7 separate regions of the Mus musculus genome follow, and regions 1, 2, 4, 5, 6 and 7 are each linked to region 3. Evidence: chromatin contacts called from public Hi-C, HiChIP or PLAC-seq and promoter capture Hi-C data. All regions are on one chromosome and are shown on one strand. The core of a region is the stretch at or near the end of the contact, and the rest is flanking DNA. Distances in the headings are between cores, read along the strand shown.

What was found. Promoter capture Hi-C pulls out the DNA fragments that hold promoters and counts their contacts. Hi-C and Micro-C count contacts between places; a contact is called where the count stands out from the background. HiChIP or PLAC-seq counts read pairs in DNA pulled down with a chosen protein or histone mark. Capture Hi-C pulls out chosen DNA fragments and counts their contacts.
Region 1: a contact with region 3 is called in an H3K27ac HiChIP or PLAC-seq map of embryonic stem cells, with 7 times the contacts expected there. The contact joins the promoter of Gipr here to the promoter of Slc1a5 in region 3. A contact is called at or near these places in 2 of 39 promoter capture datasets (embryonic stem cells and liver) and 4 of 115 datasets of contacts at active chromatin or transcription factors (embryonic stem cells and forebrain).
Region 2: a contact with region 3 is called in a promoter capture Hi-C map of liver, with 3 times the contacts expected there. The contact joins the promoter of Dmwd here to the promoter of Slc1a5 in region 3. A contact is called at or near these places in 3 of 39 promoter capture datasets (cranial neural crest and embryonic stem cells), 5 of 115 datasets of contacts at active chromatin or transcription factors (embryonic stem cells, large pre-B cells and stem cell-derived neural progenitor cells) and 1 of 9 other capture datasets (liver).
Region 4: a contact with region 3 is called in an H3K27ac HiChIP or PLAC-seq map of embryonic stem cells, with 10 times the contacts expected there. The contact joins the promoter of Six5 here to the promoter of Slc1a5 in region 3. A contact is called at or near these places in 1 of 39 promoter capture datasets (cranial neural crest), 6 of 115 datasets of contacts at active chromatin or transcription factors (embryonic stem cells, large pre-B cells and stem cell-derived neural progenitor cells) and 1 of 9 other capture datasets (adipose tissue).
Region 5: a contact with region 3 is called in a promoter capture Hi-C map of liver, with 4 times the contacts expected there. The contact joins the promoter of Vasp here to the promoter of Slc1a5 in region 3. A contact is called at or near these places in 3 of 39 promoter capture datasets (cranial neural crest, embryonic stem cells and liver) and 2 of 115 datasets of contacts at active chromatin or transcription factors (embryonic stem cells and stem cell-derived neural progenitor cells).
Region 6: a contact with region 3 is called in a Hi-C map of B cells, with 10 read pairs. The contact joins the promoter of Qpctl here to the promoter of Slc1a5 in region 3. A contact is called at or near these places in 1 of 39 promoter capture datasets (liver), 1 of 484 Hi-C or Micro-C datasets (B cells) and 4 of 115 datasets of contacts at active chromatin or transcription factors (embryonic stem cells and large pre-B cells).
Region 7: a contact with region 3 is called in an H3K27ac HiChIP or PLAC-seq map of embryonic stem cells, with 11 times the contacts expected there. The contact joins the promoter of Bhmg1 here to the promoter of Slc1a5 in region 3. A contact is called at or near these places in 2 of 39 promoter capture datasets (both in embryonic stem cells), 5 of 115 datasets of contacts at active chromatin or transcription factors (embryonic forebrain, embryonic stem cells and large pre-B cells) and 2 of 9 other capture datasets (adipose tissue and embryonic stem cells).

Annotation. Positions count from the first base shown.
Region 1 is chr7:19,164,736-19,167,435 of GRCm38.p6, forward strand. It overlaps Gipr (gastric inhibitory polypeptide receptor), which reads right to left and starts at 1,392. Exons shown (of 14, transcript NM_001080815.1): 1 at 1,327-1,392; 2 at 233-389. The coding sequence starts at 289.
Region 2 is chr7:19,074,792-19,077,491 of GRCm38.p6, forward strand. It overlaps Dmwd (dystrophia myotonica-containing WD repeat motif), which reads left to right and starts at 1,409. Exons shown (of 5, transcript NM_010058.2): 1 at 1,409-1,910. The coding sequence starts at 1,479.
Region 3 is chr7:16,780,023-16,782,722 of GRCm38.p6, forward strand. Slc1a5 (solute carrier family 1 (neutral amino acid transporter), member 5) reads left to right here and starts at 1,324. Exons shown (of 9, transcript NM_009201.2): 1 at 1,324-2,453. The coding sequence starts at 1,879.
Region 4 is chr7:19,093,093-19,095,835 of GRCm38.p6, forward strand. Six5 (sine oculis-related homeobox 5) reads left to right here and starts at 1,452. Exons shown (of 3, transcript NM_011383.1): 1 at 1,452-2,326. The coding sequence starts at 1,545. Dmpk (dystrophia myotonica-protein kinase) reads left to right here. Exons shown (of 15, transcript NM_001379257.1): 15 at 1-729. The coding sequence ends at 17.
Region 5 is chr7:19,270,549-19,273,248 of GRCm38.p6, forward strand. It overlaps Vasp (vasodilator-stimulated phosphoprotein), which reads right to left and starts at 1,306. Exons shown (of 13, transcript NM_009499.3): 1 at 966-1,306. The coding sequence starts at 970.
Region 6 is chr7:19,147,838-19,150,630 of GRCm38.p6, forward strand. Qpctl (glutaminyl-peptide cyclotransferase-like) reads right to left here and starts at 1,359. Exons shown (of 7, transcript NM_026111.3): 1 at 1,139-1,359; 2 at 539-682. The coding sequence starts at 1,348. It overlaps Snrpd2 (small nuclear ribonucleoprotein D2), which reads left to right and starts at 2,001. Exons shown (of 3, transcript NM_026943.1): 1 at 2,001-2,057. The coding sequence starts at 2,056.
Region 7 is chr7:19,116,909-19,119,608 of GRCm38.p6, forward strand. It overlaps Bhmg1 (basic helix-loop-helix and HMG-box containing 1), which reads right to left and starts at 1,436. Exons shown (of 13, transcript NM_001370811.1): 1 at 1,270-1,436.

The DNA.
Region 1 (2,700 bases), core at 142-2,641, 2.4 Mb after region 3:
TACGCAGGAGTTCTGGGTGGCTCAGAAACCTCTTAGATGGAATTGGGGTGCCTAGAAAATCGCCCAAAGGAAGGGGTAGCTTGTCCCCACCTGGAGGACTTGTGAGGGAAACTGTGTGAAGAGAAACTACCAGTTTATACAGGGAGGGGGGCGAGCAGCCTTAAAACTCTCCCTAATGTAGGGAAAGGCTTAAAACCACCCCAGAGCGCCTATTATCTCTCGAGGTCCTCACCTCCGCCCACTGGAGTCCCCACAACCACAGCAGCAGAAGCAGCAACCGCAGGGGCATCCTTGAAAGGTGATGGAAACTCTGGCCACTCGGAGGCAGTTGGGCTGGAGGGTCCCAAGGCAGAACCAACTCTTGGGCTTCAGTCCAAGTCAGTGCTCACCTGCCAGAAGCACATGGCGTCTGAGGCCACGCCCCCCATTTCCGCACGTGAGGATTTGGGGCGGAGCAGGACTAGGCGCGGCCTCCAGTAGATAAGTGAGGCTGGGATCAGCTAAGCGATTCCCAGGTCCTCCTAAGTGTTGCTGAGGCAGCCAAGGTGGAAGGGAGGGGTGTTTGCTGAGGGGCCTGTTGCCCTAGAGCTGTGACAGGCAGAAGCGTCAGTGTCACCGAGAGGCTAGACCGGAGGGACTCTTGGGAACCTGAGACCTCCTTAGAGAGGAGAGACTAGAAACTGTCAGTCAAGCCCTGAAGGGAATTTGAACCGATCATTTGAGTTCGCATCAATTTATATAGAAGATAAAAGCCCAATCTTCTAAAACTTCCCTGGCTTCAAGAAGTCAGAGGGACAGCGCTCTCCCAGCATCTAAATATTTAGGGAACAGAGAGATATTAGACCCTGGGTTTCTGACTTTTGGACGTTAGATGCTCTGAAAATCCTTCTAACCCAACTATCACCCCCGCCCAGACAATGTGAATGCAGAGTTTCAAAAGGGAATCTCAGAGCTACAGAAAAGAAAAAATATAAGACAAACAAACAAACAAAAACACCAAAAACCAAAAAACCAAAACAAACAAACAAAAAATCACGGACTCAGTTATAAGGTATAAGAACAGAAAGACTTGGGGACAATGAGACACAAGCGAGAGATCAGAGCCTAAAGGGCAAAAAAGGAGATAAAGACAAAACTGTGGCTCAGAGACAGAGGAAGTGACTAGGGAAGAGACAGAGAAGGGGAAAGAGTAGAAAAAGCCCATTTAGAGATTAAAAGAGGTGAAGAGATGACAGGTCAGAGAGGCAGAAAGAGACAAAGATTGAGATAGGGGGACAGTCAAGGGAGAGATGGGCCCAGGGCAAGGGCTTGATGGAGACCCCTTACCTGCACGGAGTCCTGTTCGCAATCTCCACTGACACAGCTGCCCTGCCTCGCCTGCCAGAGAGCTCTGGAAGAGGTGACAGGCGCTGGCAGCCTGGGGTGTTGGGAGGGGGCGGGGCCAGGGCGGACCAGAGAACAGGAGGGGGAGCTCTGGGGAAGAGTGGGAACCGTGGAGCAGGCACGTTTATCACAGCCATTGTGTCACGTAGAGGGAACAGTCACACAGTTATGGTTCCCCCCTCCCCCAGGCCACAGAACACACTATGCCAGCCAGCCACTTACACAGCCTCTCACGCTGCCTCACACAGGATCCCAAATGCTGAGCAGGAGAGCGACAGAGACTCACAGAGTGAGACTCCGTGAGTAACAAGTTCATTCATAGCTCTACAACTAGGACTATGCTGAGAGAGCCAGTCTTTCACCCACAGCTTCCCAATCACTTGCAGGGACAAGCGGCTGTGTGCCCTGGGACGTGGACACTTCACATATGTGTAAACACAGCCTATAATCTTAATTACCACTGCCTTTCTGTTGTCATTGTTTGGTGTATATGTATGTCATTGTATATGTGTGTACGTGTACATGTGTATGCGTGAAGGACCAGAGGACAACCTCTGATGTGATTCTTTTTTTAAAATTTTTTTTATTATTATATGTAAGTACACTGTAGCTGTCTTCAGACACTCCAGAAGAGGGAGTCAGATCTTGTTACGGATGGTTGTGAGCCACCATGTGGTTGCTGGGATTTGAACTTCGGACCTTCGAAAGGGCAGTCGGATGCTCTTACCCACTGAGCCATCTCTCCAGCCCCTCTGATGTGATTCTTAAGTGTTGTCTACTTCCTTTGATTTGGTCTTTCAAGACAAGATTTCTCTGTGTAGCCCTGGCTGTCCTTGAACTCATTACATAAACCTGGCTGCCCTTGAATGCAGAGATCTGCCTGCCTCCGACTCCCTGGTACTGGGATTACAAGCATACACTACCCAGCTTAATTTATCTTGCTGCATGCATAACAAGGACTTTACCAAGTGAACCATTGCTCCAATCCCTGATTTGTCTTTCTTTGTTTTAATTTTATGTGCATGCATGGAGGCATGTGTACCATATTCATGCAGTGCCTGAGGAGGCCAGTAGAGGGCACTGGATCCCCTAGAACTGGAGTTACCCATGGTTGTGAGTCTCCCCATGGGTGCTGAGAACTGAATTCTGGATCCTCCTGAAGTGTTCTTAACTGCCATTTCTCCAGTCCTGTTTCGTTTGTGGTTTTGGTGTGTGTGTGTGTGTGTGTGTGTGTGTGTTTTAAGAAAACAGAGTCTCATTCTATAACCGAGGTGATCTCCAACCTTGGATCTCCTGCCTCAGCTTTTCAAGTACTGA
Region 2 (2,700 bases), core at 159-2,658, 2.3 Mb after region 3:
TTGTTTTTTATTTTTACATTTTATTTGCGGGGGCGGGGGGCTGGTGTGATGGCTCGGTGTTCAGAGCACTGTTTGCTCTTCCAAAAGACCAGGGACTGATTCCCAAGCACCTCCATGGGACATGGCAGTTTACGGCCAGTTGGCCACGTGCTGGCCTAGCAATGCACAAAATCCTGGGTTCAAGCCCGTCAATGCACATGGTGTAGTACCAACCTGGAAGACATAGAGTCAGGAAGATCTGGAGTTTGTGGTATTTTTGTTGTTGTTTTGTTTGTTTGTTTTCAGCTACAAGGTAAGATGGAGGTCAGCCTGAACTAGAGACCTTGTCTCACAAGGGGGGCGGGGGGAGCAAAACAGAACACAATCTTCTTCTGTCAATGTGATAAAACATAAAATACCTTGACAAAAGGCCGCTTAGGGGAGAAAGGGCTATTTCAGCTTGCAATTCCAGGTCTCAGTACATCATAGCAGGGAAGTCAAGGCAGGGCTGTCTCCAGAATAGAGCAGGAAGAAGGGCATGTGTGCTTGTTTTCTTGTGCTCAGCCTGGGTCTCCACTCTTACACAGTTCCGGACTCCCTGACTAGGGAATGGCACCTCCCACAATGGACTGAGTCTTCCTGTATCAATTAAGGCAATCTCCCTCAGACTGGTCTACAGGCCAACCCCAAGTAGACTGTCCCTCATTGCGATTCTAGGTAGCCTCAAATTGACAAGGTAACAACCATCATCACCAAACCGAAACCAAAAAAGGTAGACAAGGTCAGATAGGCGACAGATGGCTACACTTCACTCTGACAGCAGCAGGGGACCACAGGTGGTCAGCGAGGAAGGGAAGAGCTGGGCGTGGTGTCTCAGGCCTGAGACTCCAGATGTTGGGTCAAGTTTGAAAACTGCCTGGGCTACAAGTATGAGACCAAAGGTCAGTGAGATGGATCGGCGGGTAATGGCACTTGCTGCCAGGTAGGTAGCTTGAAGACCTAAGCTCCATCTTTAGGATCCACATGGAGGAAGGCACTTGGCTCCCTCTGACCTCTACATGCTCGTTCACGCACAAATACACGCAAAAATAAATGCATTTTTTTTTTATTATTTAAAAAACAAAACCAAGAATCGCCCGGAGTCAGCTGTAACAACACGAGGCTTCTGAATAGGCTTTGAGGCTTCTCCGTTGCTGGGCAAACGGTTCCCAGGGCGCTGTTGTTAGGGTCTAGGGGCGTTCCCAACAGTCACACCTCGTAGCCAACCAAACGCGAGGGTCTGTCGCGTTGACCACACCCACATATTGCCTCCGCCCACAGCCCCAGAACCGTTACCTCAGCAACTGTCTCGGCTTCTCCCGCCTCCGGCTCTGGGTGCCAATCGTAGAGGCGTCACCCGGACGACGACCCTACCCCTTCCGGTGCTAGCCCCTCAACTTCCGGCTGGGGGGTCTGGCGGTGGGCGGTCGGGCTGCGGTGCGGCCCGGGGGGCGGCCAAGATGGCGGCGGGCGGCGCGGAGGGCGGCCCGGGCCCCAGCGCCGCCATGGGCGACTGCGCGGAGATCAAGTCGCAGTTTCGCACCCGCGAGGGCTTCTACAAGCTGCTCCCCGGCGACGCGACGCGCAGGTCGGGCCCGACCTCCGCTCAGACCCCGGCGCCGCCTCAGCCCACTCAGCCCCCGCCCGGGCCCGCCGCAGCCTCCGGGCCCGGCGCCGCGGGTCCCGCGTCGTCCCCGCCGCCCGCCGGCCCCGGGCCCGGGCCCGCGCTGCCCGCCGTCCGCCTCAGCCTGGTGCGCCTAGGCGACCCGGATGGCGCTGGGGAGCCGCCCTCCACGCCCTCCGGACTGGGCGCGGGAGGAGACCGCGTCTGCTTCAACCTGGGCCGGGAGCTTTATTTCTACCCCGGCTGCTGCCGCAGCGGGAGCCAGCGGGTGAGTGCTCTGCTTGCTGGGGACTCCGGTGCCGAGAGCGCTGGGGTCCCAGAGTGACAGAAGGCCCCGAGGTTGGGCATCCCAGGGGAGCCTGGATCCTGGAGCTAATGGAGTCCTGAGAGGTTGCAGGGGAATCTTTGCGTGGGGAGGTTCTCTCCGGTGGTGAGTGTTCAGGACGTGATGGCGCTTCTGGGAGGAAATGGGGGAGGGGGGTCACGGAGGTGACAGATATTCTGTGGGCTTTGGGGAATCCTAAGAGGATACAGGCCCAGGGGATGGAGAACGGAGAAATGCATCCTGCCTTCTGGGCCTGTTGGAGGGAGTCTTAAGACTTGCCATACCCAGGGCTGACGGGATTTGTAAGGAGCCGAGGTGTGGCTTAGGGGTCGACGAGCAAAGCAACAGGTGAAGGAGCTCCTAAAGAATATGGTGTCTAATGGCTTTGGAAGAAATGAAGGGGGTTTGGCAAAATGATGGGAGCTCTGAATTGATGGGGGTTCCTGGCAGGGGACATCCCCAGGTGTGACAGATATCTGTAAAGCAATCCTAGAAGAGGGGTGACGTGAGGAAGTGGGGGAGACAGAGAGATGGGGATCCGGAGAATCCAGTGGTGATAATGAGGGACTGTAGTGACTGATGGCTGGCTGAACCACAGCAGATGTCCTGGAGTTTAGGGGCTCCAGGCTGAAGGAAATGAGGCTTTGGCGATGGATCCCAGGATCCCATGTCAAGGCTGCCGAGGTAGGAGGATCCTCTGGCCTCATGGCAGCCAGTCTAGTTGAACTGGTGA
Region 3 (2,700 bases), core at 74-2,573:
CTCAGGCTAGCCTTTCCCAGCAGCCCCTCATTCCCATCTTTACTCTGATGTCTGTGGCCCAGGCTGGTCATGACCTTGGAATCCTTCCATAGTTGGGATTGCAGTCCTGAGAGCTGCGGGTGAGCGCCTGGTAGAACAGACTGAGCCCTGTAGCCTCCTTTGCTCCACCTCCAGGCAAGCTCCAGACTTTCCAAAAGAGCCATTCTTCAGGGCGTTTCTCAAGTGGTCAACAGAGTTCAGGAAGGGACTCTTGGCTGTCCTCCTCCTTCAGCCCAGCCTCTCACTACCCTGCTTCACCCTTTGGGAAGCCCCAGACCTTTCTCCCACTGATGAAATCACAAGGAATCCGGGTAGGAGGTTGGGCCAAAGAGCTGGCTGGAACCAGTTTGAGTATTTCTCTTACTAGGGGCAGGCAGTGGGGCAGAACGCTCCTAGCCAATCCTGATCCACAAACTTCAGCCTCATTTTCCCCACCCTACATGTCCCAAAGATTCTGGATTCAGCAGACCTCTTTCCTCCTCCTCTTCCTCCTCCTCCTCCTCCTCCTCTCTAAGTCTGTTATTCTTACAGTTGATGGGTAACAGTGTCTAAACTAAGAATGTTTGTGGTGAACTGGCCATTTAAATATTTTTTGCTACATTTATTTATATATTTGTTTATTTGTGTGTGTTGCATGTGCCATGCTCCTGTGGGGAGGACCCAATCTGTGACTATCTGAGGAAAGAGACTGGGTTGCAGCTCAAGCATGAGGGCCTGAGTTCAAATCCCCCACATTCAATGTTGGGGCCTACTGGCCCCTCCTCCCTCCCTTTCCCCAATTTGTTTCTACAGACTGGGTTTCTTTTTCTTTATGTAGCCCTGGCAGCCCTAGAACTCGCTCTGTAGACCAACCAAGGCTGATCTTGAACTCACAGAGATCTATCTGCCTGCCTCTGCCTCCTGAGAGCAGGGATTAAAGGTGTGTGCCACTCATCTGTCTGCCCTTTCTAGGGGTCCTTCTGTGGAATATCAGATATGATCCACAATTAGATTCTTTTGACCAGTGGTGAGGTGCGTGTGGGTGGGTGTGGGTTGGATAGTTTCCCAACGCCCCGCCCCTTTTGGAGGCTTTGCACCCTTTCTGGCTCGATGCCCTTGCCCCGGCCCCGCCCCTGGCTATGCATTGTTATTCACCCTAGGTTGCCCACTGTGATCTTGGCTCCGCCCCTCGCTCGCCACCTGGCGCCGAATGTTCCATAACCAATCAGCGCTTGCGGGACGGCCTCCGCCTTTTCAAGTCCCGCCCTCCGCTTTTTCAAGTCACGCCCCTCCGCCTTTAATCCTGGTCGCTTCCGTCTAGCAGCCTCAGAGACACGCGGCGCGGCCTGGGAGGTTTCTCCTTGGCGCCACTTTCCATATCCCCCGGGCTGCTTCCTATTTGCATCTGGAAATTTGATTTTTCTCTCCAGAGCCCGAAACGCTCGGTCCACTCCTTCTAGGGCTCCAGTACCCAAGAGTCCGAGAGCCAGGCGTCCTAATCCTGGGATCTCGGTCTCCCGGAGCAAGGCATCCCGGATCTATGCCACTTGGGTTGAGCTTCCTGAAGACCTCAGCTACCTGAGTTTCCTTACTCCTTCAGGGAGTCAAAGAACCCTCTGAAGAGCTGTTCCCTACTCCAACAAGGCGCTCTCAACTCCCAGTTTTCGGGGATTCGACATCACCAGGAAAAATAAAGGGATCTCCGCATACAGCTCAGGGAGCCTAGGACCCTCCAGTTTCCGAGATCCGGTGGACGCATAACTTCAAGGACCGCTGCAAAGTTTCAGCCTCCATTCTCGGTCCTAAGGACGTCACACCTAGTCTCCAGGCTCACAAGGAACCTCCCTGTTACGGCTCAGCATGGCAGTGGATCCCCCTAAGGCTGACCCCAAAGGGGTAGTAGCGGTGGATTCCACCGCGAACGGTGGCCCCGCGCTGGGATCCAGAGAGGACCAGAGTGCGAAAGCAGGTGGTTGCTGCGGTTCCCGTGACCGGGTGCGCCGCTGCATTCGCGCCAACCTGCTGGTGCTGCTCACGGTGGCTGCGGTGGTGGCTGGCGTGGGGCTGGGGCTGGGGGTCTCGGCGGCGGGCGGTGCTGACGCGCTGGGTCCCGCGCGCTTGACCGCTTTCGCCTTCCCGGGAGAGCTGCTGCTGCGTCTGCTGAAGATGATCATCCTGCCGCTCGTGGTGTGCAGCCTGATCGGAGGTGCAGCCAGCTTGGACCCTAGCGCGCTCGGTCGTGTGGGCGCCTGGGCGCTGCTCTTTTTCCTGGTCACCACACTGCTCGCGTCGGCGCTCGGCGTGGGTTTGGCCCTGGCGCTGAAGCCGGGCGCCGCCGTTACCGCCATCACCTCCATCAACGACTCTGTTGTAGACCCCTGTGCCCGCAGTGCACCAACCAAAGAGGTGCTGGATTCCTTTCTAGATCTCGTGAGGTACGTTCCCGCCAGGCAGTGGGGTGGTTAGGGGCCAGTGCAAGCGTGCAATCTTTCTGCTTTACCCCCTCTGAGTACAGGGATTACCCGTGTGTGCCGCCACTAGTCACCAAGGTTGAGTCCTCCAGATTGAGTCATGCCTTCTAGAATCTAGGAAAATAAGGTAACGGTGACAGGACCGCTAACATCTTGGAAGGGTGAACTTTTACGGAAGTTCTCCAAATTTGGGGGCGGGCCTAAACATGGA
Region 4 (2,743 bases), core at 202-2,701, 2.3 Mb after region 3:
CGCCCCCTGAACCCTAAGACTCCAAGCCATCTTTCATTTAGGCCTCCTAGGAAGGTCGAGCGACCAGGGAGCGACCCAAAGCGTCTCTGTGCCCATCGCGCCCCCCCCCCCCCCCCACCGCTCCGCTCCACACTTCTGTGAGCCTGGGTCCCCACCCAGCTCCGCTCCTGTGATCCAGGCCTGCCACCTGGCGGCCGGGGAGGGAGGAACAGGGCTCGTGCCCAGCACCCCTGGTTCCTGCAGAGCTGGTAGCCACCGCTGCTGCAGCAGCTGGGCATTCGCCGACCTTGCTTTACTCAGCCCCGACGTGGATGGGCAAACTGCTCAGCTCATCCGATTTCACTTTTTCACTCTCCCAGCCATCAGTTACAAGCCATAAGCATGAGCCCCCTATTTCCAGGGACATCCCATTCCCATAGTGATGGATCAGCAAGACCTCTGCCAGCACACACGGAGTCTTTGGCTTCGGACAGCCTCACTCCTGGGGGTTGCTGCAACTCCTTCCCCGTGTACACGTCTGCACTCTAACAACGGAGCCACAGCTGCACTCCCCCCTCCCCCAAAGCAGTGTGGGTATTTATTGATCTTGTTATCTGACTCACTGACAGACTCCGGGACCCACGTTTTAGATGCATTGAGACTCGACATTCCTCGGTATTTATTGTCTGTCCCCACCTACGACCTCCACTCCCGACCCTTGCGAATAAAATACTTCTGGTCTGCCCTAAATCCCGCGCAATATCTCTGTTGTGGAAAGGAAACCGCCCCGCAGGCCAATGGAGAGTCCAATAGAGACAACCAATGGCTTGAGTGGGAGCTAGAGGGGAGGCAAAGCGCACGAATCAGGTTGAAGGGTGGGGCTTAGGCATCCAGCCAGTAGGAGAGAAGCAACAAGCCACCAGAGACACCACCGCCCCCCACCCTCCCCCCCAGCTGTGACCCAGCTGTGCCACTCAAGTTTGGAAAAAAGTAGGGGGTTGGGCCAGCAGCGGGCACACCATCTTCCCACTGCGCCTGCGCAAGCCACGCGCATCCGCTTTTTGGACCGACACTCCAGAAAAGTTGCTGCAAACTTTCTAGCGCGATTCCCCGCCCCTCCTCCCAGCTAGATCCACCGCCTACCCGCGGGGCCGGGAATTCCGAGGGGCGGAGCACGGCGCGGAGATGGGAAGGGAGGGGGCCCTTCAAGGGACCCGGGAGATGGGAGCGGCTTCGCGCCCTTAACCCTCCGGACGGCCCATTACCTTCTCCGTTGCTCTGATAGGGAAACTGAGGCCCTGAGTCAGAGGCACACAAGGGGGGAAGGCCAAAAGCGCGGCCAGAGACGGAGGGAAAACAAAGAATCCTGACAGCCCGGGAGGGGGGCGGACACACAGGGACAAGGACAGACCCGAGTGCAGAGCTGGGTCTAGTCTTTGGGAGGGGGCCAGAAGACTGCAAGGGGACCGGGGGGGGGGGCGGCGAGGAGGACTGGGCGGAGGAGGGGGCTGGGGAAGCCCGCGGGAGGCGGCAAAGGAGGGAGGAACTTTCCAAAGTTGCCAAACATGGCTACCTCGCCTGCGGAGCCGAGCGCGGGGCCCGCGGCTCGGGGGGAGGCGGCGGCGGCGACCGAGGAGCAGGAGGAGGAAGCGCGCCAGCTTCTGCAGACTCTGCAGGCAGCCGAGGGGGAGGCGGCGGCGGCCGGGGCGGGAGATGCGGCGGCGGCGGCGGACTCTGGGTCCCCGAGTGGCCCGGGGTCTCCCCGGGAGACCGTGACCGAGGTGCCCACTGGCCTTCGCTTCTCGCCCGAACAGGTGGCATGCGTGTGCGAGGCGCTGCTGCAGGCGGGCCACGCCGGCCGCTTGAGCCGCTTCCTGGGCGCGCTGCCCCCGGCCGAGCGCCTACGTGGCAGCGATCCGGTGCTGCGCGCGCGGGCCCTAGTGGCCTTCCAGCGGGGTGAATACGCCGAGCTCTACCAACTTCTCGAGAGCCGCCCTTTCCCCGCCGCCCACCACGCCTTCCTGCAGGACCTCTACCTGCGCGCGCGCTACCACGAGGCCGAGCGGGCCCGTGGCCGTGCGCTGGGCGCTGTGGACAAATACCGGCTGCGCAAGAAGTTCCCTCTGCCCAAGACCATCTGGGATGGCGAGGAGACCGTCTATTGCTTCAAGGAGCGCTCGCGAGCGGCGCTCAAGGCCTGCTACCGCGGCAACCGCTATCCCACGCCTGACGAGAAGCGCCGCCTGGCCACGCTCACCGGCCTCTCGCTTACACAGGTCAGCAACTGGTTCAAGAACCGGCGACAGCGCGACCGCACTGGGACCGGCGGTGGAGCGCCTTGCAAAAGGTGAGGGGGGAACCGACCCTCCTTCCTCGGTGGCCGCTGGAGTCTGCGCAAGTGACCCTTCACATCCCTCTTCGGTGGCGTCGGCGAGTGCATAGGCTGAGCGTGGAGAGACCAGGCACACCCTGGGTTCTCTGGGCATCACTGCCTCAGGGGCAGAGGTTGTTCCAGCTACTTCTAAGCTGGGAACGCAGTGCCAGGAATGGGGGGGGGGGCGGGGGCGGGACGGGCAGTGAGAAAAGTGAGGTATCCCTGGAGGAGCGGTAGTAAGGAAGGGAAAGGGGCCTTTGTCTAAGGCACCCAGGGTAGGGACCCGCTTTTGGGGCCTCTGCAACCTGGCCCCTCGGTAACCATTACTTACACCCACCCCCACGCCCCCTCCAGCCCAAACAGCGTGGTCTGTCGCTTGTCTTTGTTGTG
Region 5 (2,700 bases), core at 56-2,555, 2.5 Mb after region 3:
CTGGGTCCCTGAGGGAGAAGGCTATGACCTTGACGCTTTCCAGCGCCCCCTCCTCCAATCCCACGGCCTGGGGAAGGGGGTAACACCCAGCGACATTGAGCCCAGGGGGAGGGACTGTGGTGTGGGGAAAGCAGCTGGCCACAGTGCTCACTCGGGGGCCCGCCCCCCACACCAGCTGTCTCGACAGGTGAGTCAGGAAGACAAAGGCCCCCCTCCCCCAGCTGCTGCGCCCCCTCCCTCCCCGGCCACCAGGTTGGGGGGGGGGGACCAGAACCGTCCTCTGGCCCGGGGGTCCAGGAGCCGCCCTGGGCCTGGAGTGCTCCAGGGCCCTAGGACCCAACCTGGTTGCCTAAGGGGAGAAGAGTCCCATCCAGACCCTCTAGGCCCCGTGGGCCAGATTCCCAAGAACTCCTCCACAGGAGAACCTCGGTGTCCACCAAATTTAGGAACATCAAGAAGTGCCCCTAAAGTTAAGGACCGCGATTCCACTCTGGGACTCTCATCCAGTGCCCTAGACGCAAGGATCCGAATTCCAACCACAACCTGAGACTCAAGAGTTTTAGGGCTAGGGTTCTCTAGCCAGCCTCCCACCTGGTTTTGAGTTTGGGGGCGGTAACTCTGAGCCCGCTTATACTAGATCATCCCTGCGAGGATCTGACTATCTGAGAACTCAGAGGTGCTCCCCCCAAAAGTCTTCAAATTCTGAGTCCCGAGAGCGCCCCTAAACCTGAAAGCCATCAAGAGAACCTCAGCCGGCACCGCCCCAAGCCTTTAGGGAGTAGTGTGGAGAAACGGGGTGTCGATATTTAGAGATCGTTCCAGAAGGCACCGGCTCAGATCTGGGACGCCCAAAGCGCTGTGTCCCCTAAATCTAGCCCCAAATGCGCTGGAGGGGGGGAGGGGGACAAAGGCGGGGCGCGGAGCCGGCTCCCGGCTGGGACCCGGCTGGAGGGTTCGGGGCTCACCTCATGGCTGCGCGGAGGGCGGGCGGCGCGCCCACGGGGAGTGCTCCCGGGGCGCCCCTGATTGGAAGTGCAGGGGTGCGGGGCTGGCTCCAGGTTCTGCTCAGTCTCTCTCGGGGTCCCGCCCCATAGAGTCCAGCTTCCTGGGGAGAACGTGGACCGGGCCGGGGCGGGTCTTCAGGCGCCTCCTCCCACCGGTGTTCTGATGTGCTGGGATCCCCTGCGATGGAAAGCGGGGTGCAGCGTCCGAACCTCGCCGGCGCACCCCCTCGGCCGGCTGCACCTACGCGGTTACTCTTACTACTGTACTCTCTTTGCTACATTTCGTTCCAAAATTCCACTCCCCGTACCCACAATTCCCTGCGCCTTAAAGGGGCCGTGGACGCCTCCAGGCGGGGGATGGAGAGCGTTTAAAAGGCAACGCGGAACCTTGGGCTTCCGCAATTGCACTCCTTTCCCGGTCTTGTGGCGTGGGGGTGCACCCTGAGCCTCACTCCGGAGTTGGAGGGGAAAGCTTGGTGGAAGAGACAAGGGGCCTTTCTTTGATCTCTAGCTGTCTCCACTATCAAATTCTTTAGTAGAGATCTGGGGGTGTAGGTTCTCCACTCCAACTCGCTCCGTGGACTTCTCAGTTTATTTTTTGGGGGATGGGGGTACCCTTGGTTAAGCAAGGGATCTCATCAATTTCCACCTTTAAGTAACACTTCCGCACTTCTCTTCCCCAGATCTCGCTTCTCAGGCCGAGCCCCACCCCTCGCCGCCCCCCACCCTCCCGGGGAAGGTGTGGAGGAAGTGAGCGAGGGGGCGCGGCGGGCCGCTGACTCACCGCGGCCGGGTCGTGGTTGGGGTGGGGGCGGGGGTAAGGGTGGGGGATAGACTAGGAGCGAAGGGTTGGTGGTGAGACCCCGATCTGCTCCCCACGCGGGCCCAGCTACAGCTTAATTTTGCCCACGGAGGGTAGTAGGATCGTCCCAACAATCCGGCAGGCTCAGAGGCCCGGAGACCCTCCTCTAGAGCCCCTTCCCCGCCAACACGTCCGGGCTGAGTCGAGCCCCCCCTCCCCCAAGCCTTCCGCAGTGGGACCCATAGGCCCCGCCCAGAGTTACATCATCATGCAGACACGCCCCTCCCGTAGAGCTCTACCTGGCCGGCTGAAAGGCGGTAACTCTAAGAAAATGGCAGTTCCTGACTTACTGATCGAGAAACTGAGGCTCAGAGACAGGGAATGGGTTTAGCTTATTTGGGTCCCCCCGCTCCCAAACTCACGAGAATCAATCCACGTGGCCTTTGGCCAATCCATTTCCTGGATGCTATGCTGGCTCCCTGTTGTCCTTCACTTGTAAGAACCTCAACCTTCAGGCCAAACTCTTACAGTAATTCTGCTCTAAAAAAATCTAGTACACCAGTTAGTTGTCCTGCTCAAACCAGGAGGCTGAGGCAAGAGGATCACGAGTTTGAGGCCAACCTGGGCTACAGGGTGACTTTAACGTCATCTGAGGTTATATATTTAAGAACAAAAGTGGCCTGTGGAAGTAGGGCAGCAGTTAAAGGGGGGGGGGGGATGGAGAGATGGCTCAGCGGTTAAGAGCACTGACTGCTCTTCCAAAGGTCCTGAGTTCAAATCCCAGCAACCTCATGGTGGCTCACAACCATCTATAATGAGATCTGATGTCCTCTTCTTGTGTGTCTGAAGACAGCTACAGTGTACTTACATATAATAATAAATTAAAAAAAAAAA
Region 6 (2,793 bases), core at 109-2,608, 2.4 Mb after region 3:
CAAGCCTGTTTTAGGATCCCTATGAAATCAACGATATCAGTGACTGTCCCCATTTTGAAGATGAGGAAGCTGAGTCCCAAAGAGGTTAAGAAGTTAGTCCAACTAAAGTGGATCCTAAACACAGTATCTGAATGGCACCACACCACTAATTCTGAAGCCAACCTTCTTGGATTTTAATTCTAATTAGCTGTGGGACTTGGACAAAATGTAAAAACTTCAGTTTCCTCATCTGTATAGTGGAGATTATATTAGTTCAGACCTCACCAGAGAGTACACTGCTTCTGCCTAATATAGGATAATATTTAGTGGGGGTCGTATAGTGCGGGATTTGTGTACCACCAAGAGAATCTAGTCAGGTTCACCTGCCGCTGCAGCCACCACCACCACCACTCCCCTACCCGCCTACTCCCCATCTCTGTCCCCCGACCCCCATCAGATCACTTCTGCCTCCTGGCTGTTTTGGGATCTTCGGAGCCTGAGTTCCATTTCCTGACAAACTGGGGAAAGGAAGTTGGGGGTTGACAATAAAACCCTTTACCTTTCTCACTTGGAGATTGCCAGAACTACCCGGGGGTCGCACAATCAATAAGGGACGCAGGAAAGTTCCCCAGAGACGCTGCGGATCCAGCTGCCCTACCACCAGCCGCAGCTTGGCTTCTGAAAGGCTTCCGATCAGCGGGACCTTGGTTGGGAAATGGGATGGGAAAAAGAAAAATGAAAACAACCCCATTCCCACCTTATCCTGGGCGCCGTTGCCTACTAGGAGTCCTGGCTCTTCCTGGTAATGCAAATCTCCAGCATCAAAGATTTCCTAGACTGGGAGAAATCTTCAAAGCAAATCTGGTCCAGCCTACCGCAGTCCTAACGAGGAAATTGCAATCGGGTGATGGAAATTTCTAAATAGATGGCTTGGGCATAGAACTCAGTTCTACCAGTGTTGCTATGAGGACTCGTCATCTTCAGTGGGGTCTATCACAAAACAAGCCTGAAGCCTTATTTTGTTGGGTAGGGGCACGCGCTCAAGTCATGGATAAATGGCACAGGCGGCAAAAGCCAAATGATAAGACCACGGTAACCTGAGACTCAATACGAAGGGAAAGAGGGAAATGACGCTGGCTGGGCACCAGCCAGGGCTCACCCGCAGATCCCGGCTCCGTGACATCTCCTCAACCCCAGGGTGCCAGCTGTTCCAGACGATATAGAAAGCCAAGCCCATAGCCAGCGCCAGCAGCAGCAGGGGCAGGAACTGCACTCGCGGCAGAAGACGGCGCTTGGAAAGTGAGGGTGGTTTCATGAGGCCACGATCCTCGAGCCGCTGCCGGGGCCGCCCGCGGCTCCCGGGACTCATGGTAGCTTTGCTCTGAAACCAATCCCGGTATGGTGGTTTGAGTTTTAGGCCAAGATCCGCCTCGCTGAGGTTACAAAACCCAATAAAGAAGCAGAGTAACTGCGTCCTTCCCTGAGACGATTGCGATTGGCTGTCCTAAGCGCCGCCCCACCCAAAAAGGAGGGCGGAAACCTTAAGGCCCGCCTCCACGGAAGAGGACCAGTCAATGGGCTGCGTCCGAATGTGCGAAACCTTCCAAGGCGCGGGGTCACGCCCCTCACGGAAGTCGATCAAGAAACTGTCGTTCAAGGAAAAAAGGGGCGGCATCCATCCCTAAAACAAGGAGCCGATTGGTTTACCTGAAGCCATGCCCTCAAGAAAAGTGTCCGAGGGTATTTGGAAATGGGGTTGTGTTTTCCATCTTCCAACTGGACGGTTTGACGGGAAAATAATTCTAGTCAGACCCCGTATTATTTTCCTCATGAGCAGACACCCTATTGTGATCCTCAGAAGCTTCAAATCCTCCTTATAGGCATTTTCTACAGGAGAGTGCAGCCTGAAGGGTCGCTATGGTAACAGGCCACGCCCACAGCCGCTGGTATTTGGTTGCGCAGGCGCCGACGGAAGTGAGCCGCAGGAGACGGAAGTCCCGCCCTTCTCGCCCTGTACGCCAAAGGCTGGAGCAACGCGCTTGGAGGCGGGAGTGATCTGCGAGCGAAACCTACACCATGTGAGGCCGGGCTGGGCTTTGGCGGGGCCGTGGAGATGGAGGTGGACAGTTTAGCTGAATAACGGTCGAAATGGGGTGTTTTTATAGCTGAGGGTAGAGTTCCTCGGGCAAAAGTAATGTTTTTCCTTCTGGGGTATTTGAGATCGGGCTTGGGGCCTCGCTCGGATCTTGAGTTCCGGAGAGGGGACAGCTTTATTCCATAACGGGCATGAGACTCTCCGAGGTCCTGAGTCTTGTGGAAAGGAACCATAAAGGGAAAGCTGAGTCTGATGGCACATGCCTGGAATCCCAGGCCTCGAGAGGCTGATGCAGGAGGTTCGCTAGTTGGCCTTGGCCAGCTTCATAGCGAGACCGCTTCCAAAAGTAATAGTAATTTTAAATGGAAGTGGTCTTATGAATAAAGAGCTTGGCGGGGAAGGAAGAACTGTTAGAAATAGTGAAAAGTATGGGACGTAACCAGGATAAATTAGAGAACCTAACTAGAGACTGTCAGAGTAGCAGGGTACTACAGTGGTTTGGTGCGTGTTTATTCATTGAGCATATACTATGTAGACTGCTTGTAAGTTAAGACACATGGTAAATAAAAGGTCCTTGCCTCCAAGGGGGTGGGGGAATCTCCCTGGTGCTTGTAAAAAGAGTGGAGTAGGAAAGCCATAGAGTAATAAATAGGTACATACACCTTAGATAATCAGGTTTGGATGGAGAATTGAGCAGGAAAGATATAATGCCAGTAGGT
Region 7 (2,700 bases), core at 186-2,685, 2.3 Mb after region 3:
ACTTTGTCTCAAAAAACAAAAACAAAAACAAACCAAAAGTCATGGATGTGCAAAATGTTGACTATTGAACCTCAAATAGGATTACACTCCTAATATCAAGATCACAAACCACTAACTGCCCCCCAACCCCCACACAGTCTCACCTTATACCAGCTCAGGTTTATGTAGTCAGGCTGGACTCCAAATCATAAAAGGTTATATGTGTGAATTACCACAGCCAGCTCAGACCACAAGCCTTAACACTGAAAACCCCAAATCCTAGAGGAAGGATATCCAGGGTATAAAAAAAAAAGAAAAAAGAAAAACCCTCACCACCCCAAATGTAGTGGGAATACCCAAGGGGTGCTTCCCCTTCTCAGAAGAGAAGGAGAGGGGCACTGGGGGAGGACCTACCAGAGGGGTAGGAGGGACTGAGAGGAGAGGAGGGCTGATATTGGGATGTAAAGTGAAAAAAAAATTTTAAAAAGATTTATTTATTTATTATATGTAAGTACACTGTAGCTGTCTTCAGGCACCCCAGAAGAGGACACCAGATCTCACTACAAATGGTTGTGAGCCACCATGTGGTTGCTGGGATTTGAACTCAGGACCTTCATTAGAGCAGTGAATGCTCTTAACCACTGAGCCATCTCTCCAGCCTCGAAAAAATAATTTTTAAAAATGTGTTTCATGTCCTACAATAAATATCTCTAAACTCTAAAACTGTCCCTTCAGATCCTCACATTGTGATTTCCTTCTTAGAAAACTTAGACCTCACGCATGCATCCCACTGAGACCTGGAACCCTAAATTGACACCTATACGCAATGAGTAGCACGACGACTCCAGGCTTTAAAATTAATTCTCAAAGACCCAAGCCGTGCCCACTCCAGAGCCTATTTTCCTGCTTTGATGGTCTCCACTGATACTGAAAAGCCCCAACCCTGTCAAATTAGACCTCTGACCCTCCGAACGTAACCCCTGGAACCCCAAACTAAGATTTCCAGATCTCCCGTCTTCAGCTTCCAAAAGCCGAGCCTCGAACAGGAGACCCCATGTCTCAAACGCCACTAATAACTTTCCAGAAACCCAGCCTGGATTCCCTCAAACACAAAGTCTACCCTCAAACCGGTCTCGAGCTCTGGGGTCCCTCTCCATCCGACCTAGAGCTCCCTAGGGGGTCACGGCCGCAGGGTGTGACTCTGACGACTCCTCACCATCTCCCCGCTACCTCAAGCCAGCTAGAGCCAGGGCGTCTGCCGCCCCACACCCGTTGGTCACCAGCACTCACCTCAAGATTTGCAATATGGCGTTAAGCCTCGACTTCTGCTTTGGCACTGGGCTCACGCTTCGACAGTCTGAAGGCTCCGGCAGCGGCTCGCGCGGCTCCCGCGGCTCGCGGGGTCCCAGGGATGCAGACCGCGTGCCTCCCGACGCGCAGACCGAGCGAAGAATGGCAGGGCGCGAGGCTGTGGCGCGAAGGCACCAGAGCGCCTGAGGCGAGGCCACGCCCCCTCCACGTTCCCGCCACGCGGTGCCAGGCACGAGCAGAGGAGCGTTGGAAAAGGGCAGTGCGGCGAGTGCGCACGCGCACCCGGGGCAGGGCACGGGCCACAGCTCCGACACGTGCTCCCGCTCCCGCGCTCGCAGCATCAGCCAATCAGCTCTTGCTCCATTACCCGCCCTTTCCTCAGGCCACGCCCTCTGTTTTGCCCCGCCCCCTGACCTATTTACCTCAGACCCCAGCAGGATTTGCCAGGTGTCCGCAAGCGCGAGGTGTCTGTACTCCCCCTGCTGGCCCTCCTGTGTCCCCATCCGACCCTTTCGCTTTAGGGCGCATCTGCTTAAAGACCACTGTGTGTCAAGTACCTTGTTCAGGCGGCTAACTTCGCCACCTTTCCCTGAAACGAGGCTTTGTAGACCCCATGGAAATGCCAGTTCCTGTAGCTGCAAACAAAGTAACCTTTAGTGTCTGAGTGTGGATCCAGTCTTGCTATATAGCCCAGGCTTGCCTACTACTTGTAACCGTTTTGTCTCAGGTCTGTCTGGAACGCAAGGAATGCACTACCTTGTAACTCAGGTTACAAACTACACAATTTATTTTTAAAAAGCATTTTAGTTTTAACTAGGTATACATGTTGGGGGGGTGGGGGGGAGGAATACTGCACGCAGGTGTCCCCAGATGCCAGAGGCATCAGATGCCCCTAGAGCTGGAGTTTTAGACAGGGGCTTCTAGGGGCATCTTCAGGGGCAAATGCAAATTCTCTGCAAGAGCGATGTCTTCCTAACCTCTGAGTAGTCTTTCCAGCTTCATCTTTATTTTTTGACACAGCGTCTCATACCCTTGACCAGGCTAGTCTCAAACTCACAGAGGTACACTAACCTCGGCGTCCAAAATGGTGCGATTAAAAGTGTGTGCCACCACGGCAGATTCAAACCGTACATTTTGGAAATGCTGCCAAGATTCCTGCCCTTCTGGAGGCTCTGTTCTACCTGTGATGTGAACATAGTGCCTGGGCTTTTCCTCACTTCGATATCTTGTTTTCTTTATTTGCCAATTAGGAGGTGGTGGTAGGCAAGTGTGGGGAGTGAGATGAAGGTGAGAAATGGGAGAGAAAGTTTGGGAAAACTCATATATTATTAATTATTTGTCAACTAACATGATAAATCAATAAAGTTGTTCTTCCTAAACTCTTCATCCCTCGCTAACGTCCCTTTGAAG